Regions from separate parts of the Zea mays genome. Here regions 1 and 3 are each linked to region 2. The links are chromatin contacts, called in public Hi-C maps. All regions are on one chromosome and are shown on one strand. Each heading gives the region's core, a stretch centred on a gene start, on an enhancer-like site or on the middle of the called end of the contact. The rest is flanking DNA. Distances are from core to core; before and after follow the strand shown.

What was found. Hi-C and Micro-C count contacts between places; a contact is called where the count stands out from the background.
Region 1: a contact with region 2 is called in a Hi-C map of ear, with 1.9 times the contacts expected there. The contact joins the promoter of LOC100282227 here to the promoter of LOC103632119 in region 2. A contact is called at or near these places in 2 of 25 Hi-C or Micro-C datasets (ear and tassel).
Region 3: a contact with region 2 is called in a Hi-C map of ear, with 2.5 times the contacts expected there. The contact joins the promoter of LOC100193141 here to the promoter of LOC103632119 in region 2. A contact is called at or near these places in 3 of 25 Hi-C or Micro-C datasets (ear, endosperm and tassel).

What each region holds. Positions count from the first base shown.
Region 1 is chr7:20,337,638-20,341,305 of Zm-B73-REFERENCE-NAM-5.0, reverse strand. It overlaps LOC100282227 (nudix hydrolase 13), which reads left to right and starts at 2,117. Exons shown (of 4, transcript NM_001155139.1): 1 at 2,117-2,427. The coding sequence starts at 2,357.
Region 2 is chr7:19,932,945-19,936,453 of Zm-B73-REFERENCE-NAM-5.0, reverse strand. LOC103632119 reads right to left here and starts at 1,637. Exons shown (of 9, transcript XM_008653965.2): 1 at 1,383-1,637; 2 at 929-1,270. The coding sequence starts at 1,492. LOC542351 (kinase associated protein phosphatase) reads right to left here. Exons shown (of 13, transcript NM_001111928.1): 13 at 3,191-3,509. The coding sequence ends at 3,478.
Region 3 is chr7:20,412,835-20,416,389 of Zm-B73-REFERENCE-NAM-5.0, reverse strand. It overlaps LOC100193141, which reads left to right and starts at 1,303. Exons shown (of 7, transcript NM_001138299.1): 1 at 1,303-1,735; 2 at 2,397-2,624; 3 at 2,711-2,832; 4 at 3,299-3,518. The coding sequence starts at 1,373.

The DNA of each region.
Region 1 (3,668 bases), core at 868-3,367, 400 kb before region 2:
TGGTAATGGGCCCCGCGAGGACAAGCGCGATAAGGGTCGTGTCTGTAATAGGGTTTACCGTAATGACCGCCTGTAACCTCCCCTCGTGGGAATATTCTGGGAATAAACTGGGTACTCGAGGGCATAAACGTCTTTGGCAAGGACAGACGGCCACTCGAGTACCTATAAATACCCCCGTACAGTGCCCCGCTACAGTAAGAAACAAAGCTTTTGGCATTCCATACCCAACCTTACAAGCACATTTTCCATTTCCCCGTTGGATTAACATGTCGAGGCGAACATGTTCTCAACAAGCCGTTTTAGGTCTTATTTTTTATGTCTATATTCAACTAGATAAAGATGAATCTAGACACATATATAAAACACATACGTTAATTATTGTATGAACCTATGAATTGACTAAAACGAATTTTAATTTGAAACGGAGGAACTGAACAACTAACTATTAACTAATTTATTAAAAATAGCTAATAACTAAACTATTAGCTAGAGTGTTTAGACGTCTCTAGCTAATTTTAGTCAATAACTATTATCTCTAGTACATTCAAACACCCTCTACATACAATTAAGAGATAATATGTATGTAGAGTCGTGAAGAGACGAGCTCTTTGCGAAGAGATCGTCTCTTATATATTTTTTCAATTAACTCCCTAGAGATTAGGGATGGCAACGTGCACATTTTACCCGCGTGCCCGCGGGTAAAAACCATATATGGTGTGGGTTTGGATGTGAGTTTGTATCCGCGTGTACGAGCGTGGGTTTGATTCTCAATCCAACAGGTTTTTTCTCGCAGGTATGAAAACATTGTACCCGTGCACGCAAACCCGTATACCCGCAGTTAATATATATATGTTTATGTATATATATGTATATGCATATATATATTTATATAGGTGTGCATATATATATATATATATATTTGTATAATATATGTATATAAATATATGTATATATACATGAGATGTATAAATGTATGTGTATAATTATGGGCCCGTGGGTATGTCCACGAGTTTGTGGTATCCGTGGGTAGCGGGTATGAGTAGCATATTATACTCGTCGCGGGGTGACAAGTATGGGTGCGGGTCTGTAAACGCTCTACCCGCGAGTTTCAAACTTGTTGCCATCCTTACTATAAATATCTTTAAAAACCCATATATTAGATGGGTTACACATGCCCTTAGGCCATGTTTGTTTTCTATCCCATTTTTAGAATCTCATTGCAAATTAAACACCTCCTTAATTTTGCATTGGATTTTATACCAGAATCGTACAATCTTTCCATAAGTTGATAATGAGATTTGCATTAGATTTTGTGCATTATCCAGATTCTAAAAATCCATCGGGAACTAAACGCCACCTTACTCATCCTTATCTCTTATTTTTTAAACTCTACATTTTAAATATTACACGGTTATATACATGATATGCTAATTTTTCGTTTTAGTCTTAATCTATATAGATTGGACGTTGGCTTAAATATATAGTAAGTCAAAAAAATTAATTTTTTTCTAATCCTATTTAATTCACATTGGCCACACATACTGGTGAGTAGGGACTAGGGATGACACCAACATGCGGGAGAACTCGACAAACTGAGTATTTTTTTTTTCGGATTATAACATTGCCAAGAGCTTGCTTCGCTGGAATGGTATTCCGAACTGGTATTATATGCTTGTGGAGTTTGCTATTTTGGTACTATGTTGGTGATGGTTTGTCTTTGAGATTAATGTCGCTCATGGTTTGTGCTTCAACGGTCGGTAGAGCTATCCATCAGTTCACAGGCAGAACACAATCTAGTCATGTTTAACACAAATGGGTGAGCTGTCGCTTCTGTAAGAAATGTAAACAATATAGAATTTGGGTAAAAATCTCGCACATTTTTTTATACATAAATGGATTATAAGACTGTTTATAATCTAGCGTTCGGTGAAATTCTTATGCGTTTCCAGTCGTCTTAATTTTTTTAGAGGTGCCATAGGGGTGAAGTGTGTGTATTCATATATTTGTATCATGATAAAAACATATAAAAATTGAAATTCTTAAAAGCTGTAAAAAGAATTAAAAAACCACCACACAAAATACAAAAAATATAAACGAGAAAACAAAGGAAAGAAAGAAAAAGAAAAGAGAGGGAGAGGAAGCGAGCGGCTGGGCGCCCCAAGCCCCACATGGTGCAGCGAGGTCCACGCTAACAACTTCTCGACCTTGGCCTCCCACGGCTCTGCCGCATTGCCGCGCGCCGCCGGCCGGCACTCGCCGTCCTGACGCGAGAAGGAAGATGCTCTAGGAAGTTGGGGGCCTGGCTAGGGACAGCCTGTGTCCCGCCGTGGGATCGGTGGGAGAGGGGGAGGCAGGCATGTGTGATCTGGTGGCCCGCACGGGCCGGCACCTGCAGCGCTACGAGAACGGCCGTCGCCTTGTGGCCGGGTGCGTCCGTAAGGGGAGCCCCCCCTTCCCTACCCCCAACCACCACGGCTCTTCTCCCTCTGCCTTCTCGCATCCACACACCAAAGACATCAGGCGTTTTTATCTGCCCTCGATTCGATCTGATTGGGTTTGTCCGGTTGCGGTGCTTGCTTGGTTGGGCAGCTTAAAGGTTCGCTATGCTGGGAGCGTTTGCTTACCAACTGGAATGGATGCATGTGGCCTTGTTGGGCTGCGACTATCCTGTGTTTTACTGCTGCTTCTGTTGGGAGTAGGGTCGACCTCTCTGGCTGATTAATTGTCCTGGATTGGTCATAATCGGTGAATAGTAGCCTGTTTCTGTGTCATTAGTCATTAGTACATTAGTTTCTTCACCTGACATGTAAGGGCCCATTCGGCACTTCTTTACCGTTTTATTATTCATTAGTCCTGCACTAAATTTCATGTCATCACAAGATACTGTCAGCGTAAAGGACATCTGTTTTGTCCACAATTGCGTCGTTGTAGAATGAATCGCCTGTGGACTGATGGGTCTATTAGAATCAGTTGCGTAGAAGAGGCCATTTGGCATTGGATAATGTAGGCATATGTTCTCTGTAGCAGATTCTTATTCTAGGTTGGCGCAATCCGATTAGTTTTATGCATGACATAAGCGCAGTATGTCATGTTCCGTCCTTCTAGACCATTTTTATATCTTATCTAAAATTATGCATTAAATTTTAGGAAGGAATCCCATTTTTAATTCGTTTTGCGATGTACAAACACTGTTGAAAGAAACGGATAGATTTCTAGATTAAAATATATAGATAGGTGCACGACTTGAGCCAAATGGCAGAGATTGTTTAGACCATGGAAAGAGGTCAAGTTATCCTGTAGTCTGTTGGGAATTCCTGTTCCAATGAGTACAGTTAGGTACTTTTATTAGAGGTTACATAACATCAGGTAAAACAGCTGATTTGTCTTCTTGCTGCTTCATTGTTTGCTGACCATCAATGGCAAAATGTCACTGTTGTTTGTTACATTAATGTTTCCTGTTGGTGATGTGAGCATTCTTTGTTTTTATACTTTTATTCTTTCAAGTGGATATAGACTTAAGCGTGCAAATATTTTGCAGCACTAGTCCAATATTTTACCAAGGTGTCTGGAAAACCATCACTTAGTTTACTTTCTGCTTGTACTGAACTCTGTTTAATTTTACTCCATACAAACATAAGTTGATATGCAGTCTACTGAGCACTGTAAAC
Region 2 (3,509 bases), core at 388-2,887:
CAACCAAATAGAAGCTCGCACAAAGTCAATTGCACGCGGTGGTTCAGGATAAGACGATGCGAATAACGAATTAGACGATATATGATAATGTCAAACTAAGAAACGGGCTCTATAGTAATATGAAGAGACATTAGAGTAAATAAAATAGGACGGGACAACTGTTTTTGAATGTCATGTACGTATATATAATAGCTCAAAAAAGGTGGAAATAATAATTATCTTAGGAGTTTACTGGTAAGAAAAAACAATAATGTCGCCAAAAAAACATGTGTTCCGGTAATTTTCTATGATGGCCTTTTTGTATAATAGTTTACTGGTAAGATTTAGCTCGCCAGCAAGGACAATAATGGGTTTGTTTGGTTCAGTTTTTTCTGATCAGTTTTTTTGAGAATCTGGTTGTAGAGAGAATCTGGCTGTGGGAAAGATCTGAGTATCGTGGGATTACGTGCGGAGGAAAATGAAATGGTTCAAAGGGTTCAAGATCTAGATAGCGATGGAATTTATCGTGACGACTCGATCGATTATGTATTTATGTTGATTTTGAATGGTTTTTAGCGATTTTTATAGAAACAGACTGAAAAGCTGGGACGTTTGCTAATCCGCGGCAGCTTTTTATTGCCAAAAACTAAAAATTGCCCAAACAAACAGGGTCAATATTTAGAGGATCGTTGGTACATGCGGTGCTTATTAGAAGGAACGAACATTTGGTTCATCATCACCTGTGAAACAACATGCATGAGAAAAAAAAAGTATTAGTAAATATAGAACAGCATAGAGAGCCGGTCTATTTATTTGCATATCTTACACGTGGAGACCTTGAGCTCGATCGTTCGTTCCCTGTGCTGTGCTGTGCTGTGCTTCATTCTGTAGATACGTGAGGTAGCATGCAAAGCAAAGCATGTATGTATATAGGCTATAGCCGGTTTACCCGACGGCAGGAGGGAAGCAGTAGGAGGCGCACATGAGGTAGAACCACTCCGTCTCCGTCAGGTCCTCGGGCGCCAGCGCGGCGACGGGCCGGCGAGGCGGCGGCACCACCGCCACCTGCTGCTGGTGCTGCTGCTGTGGGTCGCCGACTCCTCCACCACCGTCGTAAGCGGCCTCCCCCGCCGCCAGCGAGTCGTAGAGCTCCTTGAGCTGCCGGCTGCGGCGCAGCGCCGTCTCCTCGTCCCCGGCGTCCTCCGCGCCCGCCGGCTGACGCACTGTCGTCATCGTCGTCTTGCGCGTCCTGATGGCGCCGTTGTAGTAGCCCTCCGCCCAGACCAGCGCGCTGATGAGCAGGGCCATGCATGCATGCGTGATCAGATCGGTTAGTCAGACAGCGCTTTAGCAAGGACGAGAGTTGGGACGGCGATGGAGCAGCAGGCAGGAAGAAGGCGTACCCTTGGCGCGGGCAGAGGCGCCAGAGGAGGCTGTACGTCCACCCCGTGCTCTGCGCCACCGACTGCAGCGCCTTCTGCGCGGCCTCGCCTCCGCTGCCGCCGGCCGCCATGGCTGGGATGGCTGCCTGCTGCTGCTGCTGCTGTGCTGTGTGCTGCTTCAGTGATCGAGCGCGTGAGCGAGTTGGTGAGGGTCGTCTGAGGCTTTGAGGAGGGAAAGGAGGGCAATGTACAACGCGTTGACTGACTGGTGGTGGTGGCTGGGCTTTGAGGAGGGGAGGGGATGGGAGGGGAAGGAGCGCGCGCCGCCAACTCATGCACCGTACCAAATCGCGAGGGCACGTGGGGTGGGGTGGGGAGGGGAAGGAGGAGGTCGGTCGGGGTAGCGCAAGTAGGTGCATGTGAAAGGAATTTGTTGGTTGGATCCGTCTGTTTAGTACTCCATACGGTGTCGTTTTATAGGAAACCAAACTTGTTTTTTAAGCTCAAGTTTATTCTAAATGGGAATCTCGTCGCACTCTTTCCAGCACTATCTTAGAGCATGTACAAACCTGAGCACTATCTTAGACAGCATGATACAATCCTAAGACCTACATCTTAAATACAGATAAAAGACACATTGTATGGAAAGTTGTGAAGAGACGGACTCTTCGCGAAGTGCTTGTCTCTTGTATTTTTTTCACTTAGCCCATTAGAGACCACTCAAGAGACTCCATATTAAATGGGTTGTACATGTCTTTATAGACTAACATATCAATTAAATACCGCAGCTCAATAACCAATAGAAGTTAGTAAAAAATATGTGAAGTGAAACAGATCACTATCAATAAAGGGTTCATACAGTTTTCAAGACCTTGGAAACCAGCCGACGTGGTTTCATCCCAATAAAACTCAATCCTCTTAGGGCATGTACAATAGGTATCTTAAGATGTATCTTAAAGTGTGTCTAGGGGGGTGAATGTGAAAAAACTTAAGACATTTATCTTGACGAAGACACAGTGTCTTAGCTCTATGTTCGAGACAGGAGACTAGCTGATTGATCACTTTAATTTATTGAATGCTCTGATTGGTACAATGAATATGGTAAGACACATGTTTTAGACATGACCATTGTATTATGTTGTGTTTTAGTTGTATCCTATATTTGGAGTACCGTACAACAGTGTCTAGGTTGTACATGCCCTTAAATACTATGTCATGTCATCAAAAATATTTAATGTGGCATATTATTAAATGGTTCCTTTAGTCGCTCTCCTAAACATGACTAAAATGTAGTCCCTAGAAATCCTATTTGGAATACTTATTTTAGTCGAAGTAGGAACCAAACACTCCAACTAGATGTACGGGCAATGCAAACAGAGGACCTTGACATCGTCCTGGTGAACACTCATTGACAGGCGCTCGTTGGCAGTGATGTTTCTCTCTGCAACAGTACGCTGTGTTGTGGTGATGTATAAAGCCTAGCTAGTTGTTATCACCTTTTTGCACGTACACGTACGGCCTAGCACGTACTGTTTTCTTTTTACCTGTGTACTGTATCACCTACTACCACAGTAGTAGCTAGCTAGCTCCAACCACTTGCTGTTTTTCCTGAATTCTGGGGCTGCACTGCTTCCACCCTCATCCTTCCATCCTGGGATACATTGCCAGTCTCCACAGCATCCCATTTCCGTCAGGCAGGCAGCCGGTGCCTTCTGATCCCAGATCTGTGCACAAACTGAAACCAGCAAGCAACTTTCTCTTGCCTCCATCTCGTCCCTTGGACTTCAAACTGGACGCGCAAACGGATTAACAAAAATGGCGAATGACTTCACAGTTAATGGAGATTTGTTAAGCCATTCCTGGATGATGGGTGATCATCGGTTCATCAACTAGGGTGACAGAGAGAGAGAGAGAGAGAGAGAGAGAGAGAGAGAGAGAGAGAGAGAGAGAGAGAGGAGACTCTAAAAGGCATGCACCAGATTACACGGTATGCACGCACTCTGCCTCCTACACCACATCATCTCACTGAAAACACAACAAAACTTGGGAGCTATATAATAGAGCAGCCAGGAAGACGACGATCCATGGGAAGCTGCAGTCTCCGGAATCTGCCATGTCAATCAACTGGCGAGATACAGGGATCCCTTC
Region 3 (3,555 bases), core at 54-2,553, 480 kb before region 2:
CAGGCGGCGGAGCACAGCGGCTGCAGTGCGCTCCATCCCCGTCGGCGGGCGCGGCAGTGGCACCCCTCCCGGGAGCACGAGCTACGACAGCTTGAGCCCCGCCCTCCACCGCGCGTGCGAAGTCCTCCATGGCAGACGCCGGCGGCGGAGCGATCCATGGCGCGAGGAGAGAGGAGAGCAAGTTTATTATACGGCATGAGGCAACAGTTAGGGAAATTGATCATTTTTCATCTTATTAAGGCCCTATTTAGGAGAGCTTCACTTCAAAAACTTCAGCTTTGGTTTCCAGTTTTACTATAAAACAGCTCCAGCAAATTGTTAAGGTGAGTTCCAGGAGCGTTTGGTTTGTATATGGACTCCAACTTCTATAGTACAATTGATTTGTGTGGGTTTCCTTGATTACTCTTGATGATTAGTGGGTTGTCGCCAGATAAAACGGAAATTGTATGTTGCGTAACCAGTGGCATGGTGGGTAATTTTCGTACAGCTTCATGAGGAGATATAAAAACAGTGTTTTTGAAGCACCCTCTATGGAGCTTCATGAATTTCATGAAACGGGCCTCTAGTTTCGATTTTTTTTAAAACTAAAGCTCGTGGAGCTGGACCTGTTTGGGTTGAAGAAGTTCGAACAAAATTGAAATTCTTGAAGTGAAGCTCTCCCAAACAGAACCTAAACAACAAAATGCATTTTAGCGTTTAGACCGAGTTTGATAATGGCACTGAACTGGATTGGTATAATTCTAAATTTTGTTTGTGGAACGATGGTTAAAAATGGCATAGTGGCGAAACCTAATTTTATGATGGCATTTGGGCGAAGCCCGTATTTGATAATGGCGAATGGGCAAATAACTATAGATGGTCAATAAGCACGAGGTATGCGAGCCCGACACGAAGTCCGCTATTTGGGCCCGATTTGAGCCCGACACGGCTCAGTTATATAGGGTCTGGGCTGGCCCGGCACGAATAAGCGGACCAGGCTCGGACAGGAAACTAGATACGGTAGGCTAGTCCGGCATGACCTGTTTACCTCTAAGCCCGCTTTTTTGCACTAAAACGTACTTATCGGCCCGCTTTCGCCCCGTTTTTTCGTGCTCGACCCGTTTAGACCCGCTGTGGGCCGGACTCGGACAAGAAATCGAGCTCGCGGACTTAGACGGTCTGGCCCATTTTCCCAACCGTGTCTAGCGAGCCTGGCTTCATCGGGCCCGGGCCTGGACCGGGCCTGGCCGGGCGGCCCGTTTGGCTATGTCTACAAATAACTCCCTTGCCCTCCTCTCTTTCTTCCTCCCCGCTCCCCACCCCCTCAAACCCGAAAGGAACCCTAATCCTAGCCGCACGCGGGAGGCAGCTAAGAGAGCTTGAAGCACCAGCCATGGCGGACCACGACCTCACGGCGCTGATGGCGGCGCAGCTGGACCGGCACCTGGTCTTCCCGCTGCTGGAGTTCCTCCAGGAGCGGCAGCTCTACTCGAGGCCGGAGATCCTGGAGGCCAAGATCCGCCTCCTCAGCGGCACCAACATGGTCGACTACGCCATGGACATCCACAAGTCCCTCCACGGCACCGATGACGTTCCCGAGGACATGGTCAAGCGCCGCTCCGAGGTCGTCTCCAGGCTCAGGTCGCTCGACGAGGCCGCAGCCCCGCTCGTCGCCTTCCTCCAGAACCCGCAGCTCGTGCAGGAGCTCAGGCCCGACAAACAGTACAACATCCACATGCTCCAGGAGAGATACCAGGTCTGCTTCTGCCTTGTTTTTGTTAAAGATATATATATGCGTGCTTTATTTAGTTAGGTTGGTGGAATTCCGTGTTTTGGAGCGTTTTCAGACGTTGTTACGAAGCTATGGATTTGTGTGTCACTAAAAATCCTGAAACGGATTTGCTCATATAGTGAATCGATCTTACCGTTGCTAAATGTGGTTACATATATCATTATCATACAAGTGATTTGGTCCTAGTTCTGCAGTATGTTGTCATGTTGTGAGGAATCTTGAATTGGCTGACTGCTGACTTTAGCTCCCACATTAAGGATCACATAAGTACATTGTGAGATATGCTTTATTTGGTACTATGCATAATTCAGTATGTTATATGTATTCTAGCAGGTGTCCTAAAATCTAGACATGTAATTCTTCCTAGGATCGTAGTTGATTTCCTTGTATCGTATAGTCCAAAAAGTGCTTTCAAATTGAGCCTAGTTGAAGTCTATGTTCTTTCAACTCTGCAGTAAGGGACAATTCAGAGTCAGAGTTTTTGCCGCTGGAGCACTGTCGAGAAAGCACAGTGCACATTAACTAAGATCAAAATTCAGATGGAATGTTGAAGCTGTGCACTTTTATTGTTATAGCCTCTTCTGTGCTAAATGCTAACGAACTAAATCCTTGTTTAACAATGCAGATTGGTCCTGACCAGATTGAAGCTCTGTATCAGTATGCCAAATTTCAGTTTGAGTGTGGTAACTACTCCTGGGCTGCTGAGTACCTGTACCAGTATCGTGCTTTGTGCACAGATACTGAGCGAAGTGTGAGTGCCCTCTGGGGAAAGCTAGCAGCAGAAATCCTAATGCAGAACTGGGATGTGGCTTTGGAGGAATTCAACCGCTTGAAGGAAATAATTGATTCAAAGGTTCTACCATCAATGTTTCGTAGTGTGTTCTTTGCTCTTTGTATATGTTATATTAGTAACCTTGTTCCTTCCTTATCTTTTGGCAGAACTTCTCATCACCTCTGAATCAGCTCCAGAACAGGATATGGCTGATGCATTGGGCTCTGTTCATCTTCTTTAACCATGAAAATGGTAGAAATGGGATCATTGATCTGTTCTTCCAGGACAGGTTTGTCTGTTAAAATCTCAAGACTCGTCGTATGCTGACATAAAATTATGATTTGTGATTTGTAGCATTCTGGCAATAGTAGTTTAGGAAGCAACAACTTATTATCAACAGTTCTCAAGATATTAAAATATACTTCCACATTTCCTTATTTTTGTTTAGATGCACATTGATATTTCGATTCAATAATTAGTGAATAGTGAATGCTTTATTTCAGTTGGAGTTCTTCCTCATAAATGTATTAGGTGGTATACATGGAAGTCTAAAACTACACTGTTTTCCACTAGTAGGTTTTTATAATCGTTTCTTTCTCCAGAAAAAAAAAACTGAGTTTGATTCAGATTCAATTTTTTTATAACTGTAATCCAGTATGATGTCACTACTATTTTTTGTCTTTGAATTGATGTTTAATGTTATAAATGTTCAGAATATACCAGTAAATTTGCATACTCATTTGTTTCCCTTGCAGGTACTTGAATGCTATACAGACAAATGCTCACCATCTTCTGAGATACCTAGCTACTGCAGTTGTTGTTAACAAAAGGAGAAGGAATATGCTTAAAGAGTTGATTAAGGTCATTCAGCAGGAGCAGCATAGCTACAAGGATCCCATAACTGAGTTTCTGCAATGCTTATATGTCAACTATGATTTTGATGGTGCTCAACAGAAACTCGTGGAGTGTGAGCAGGTAACTTCGAGGCTGCTTTCTGCAATCTTCAAGGCCT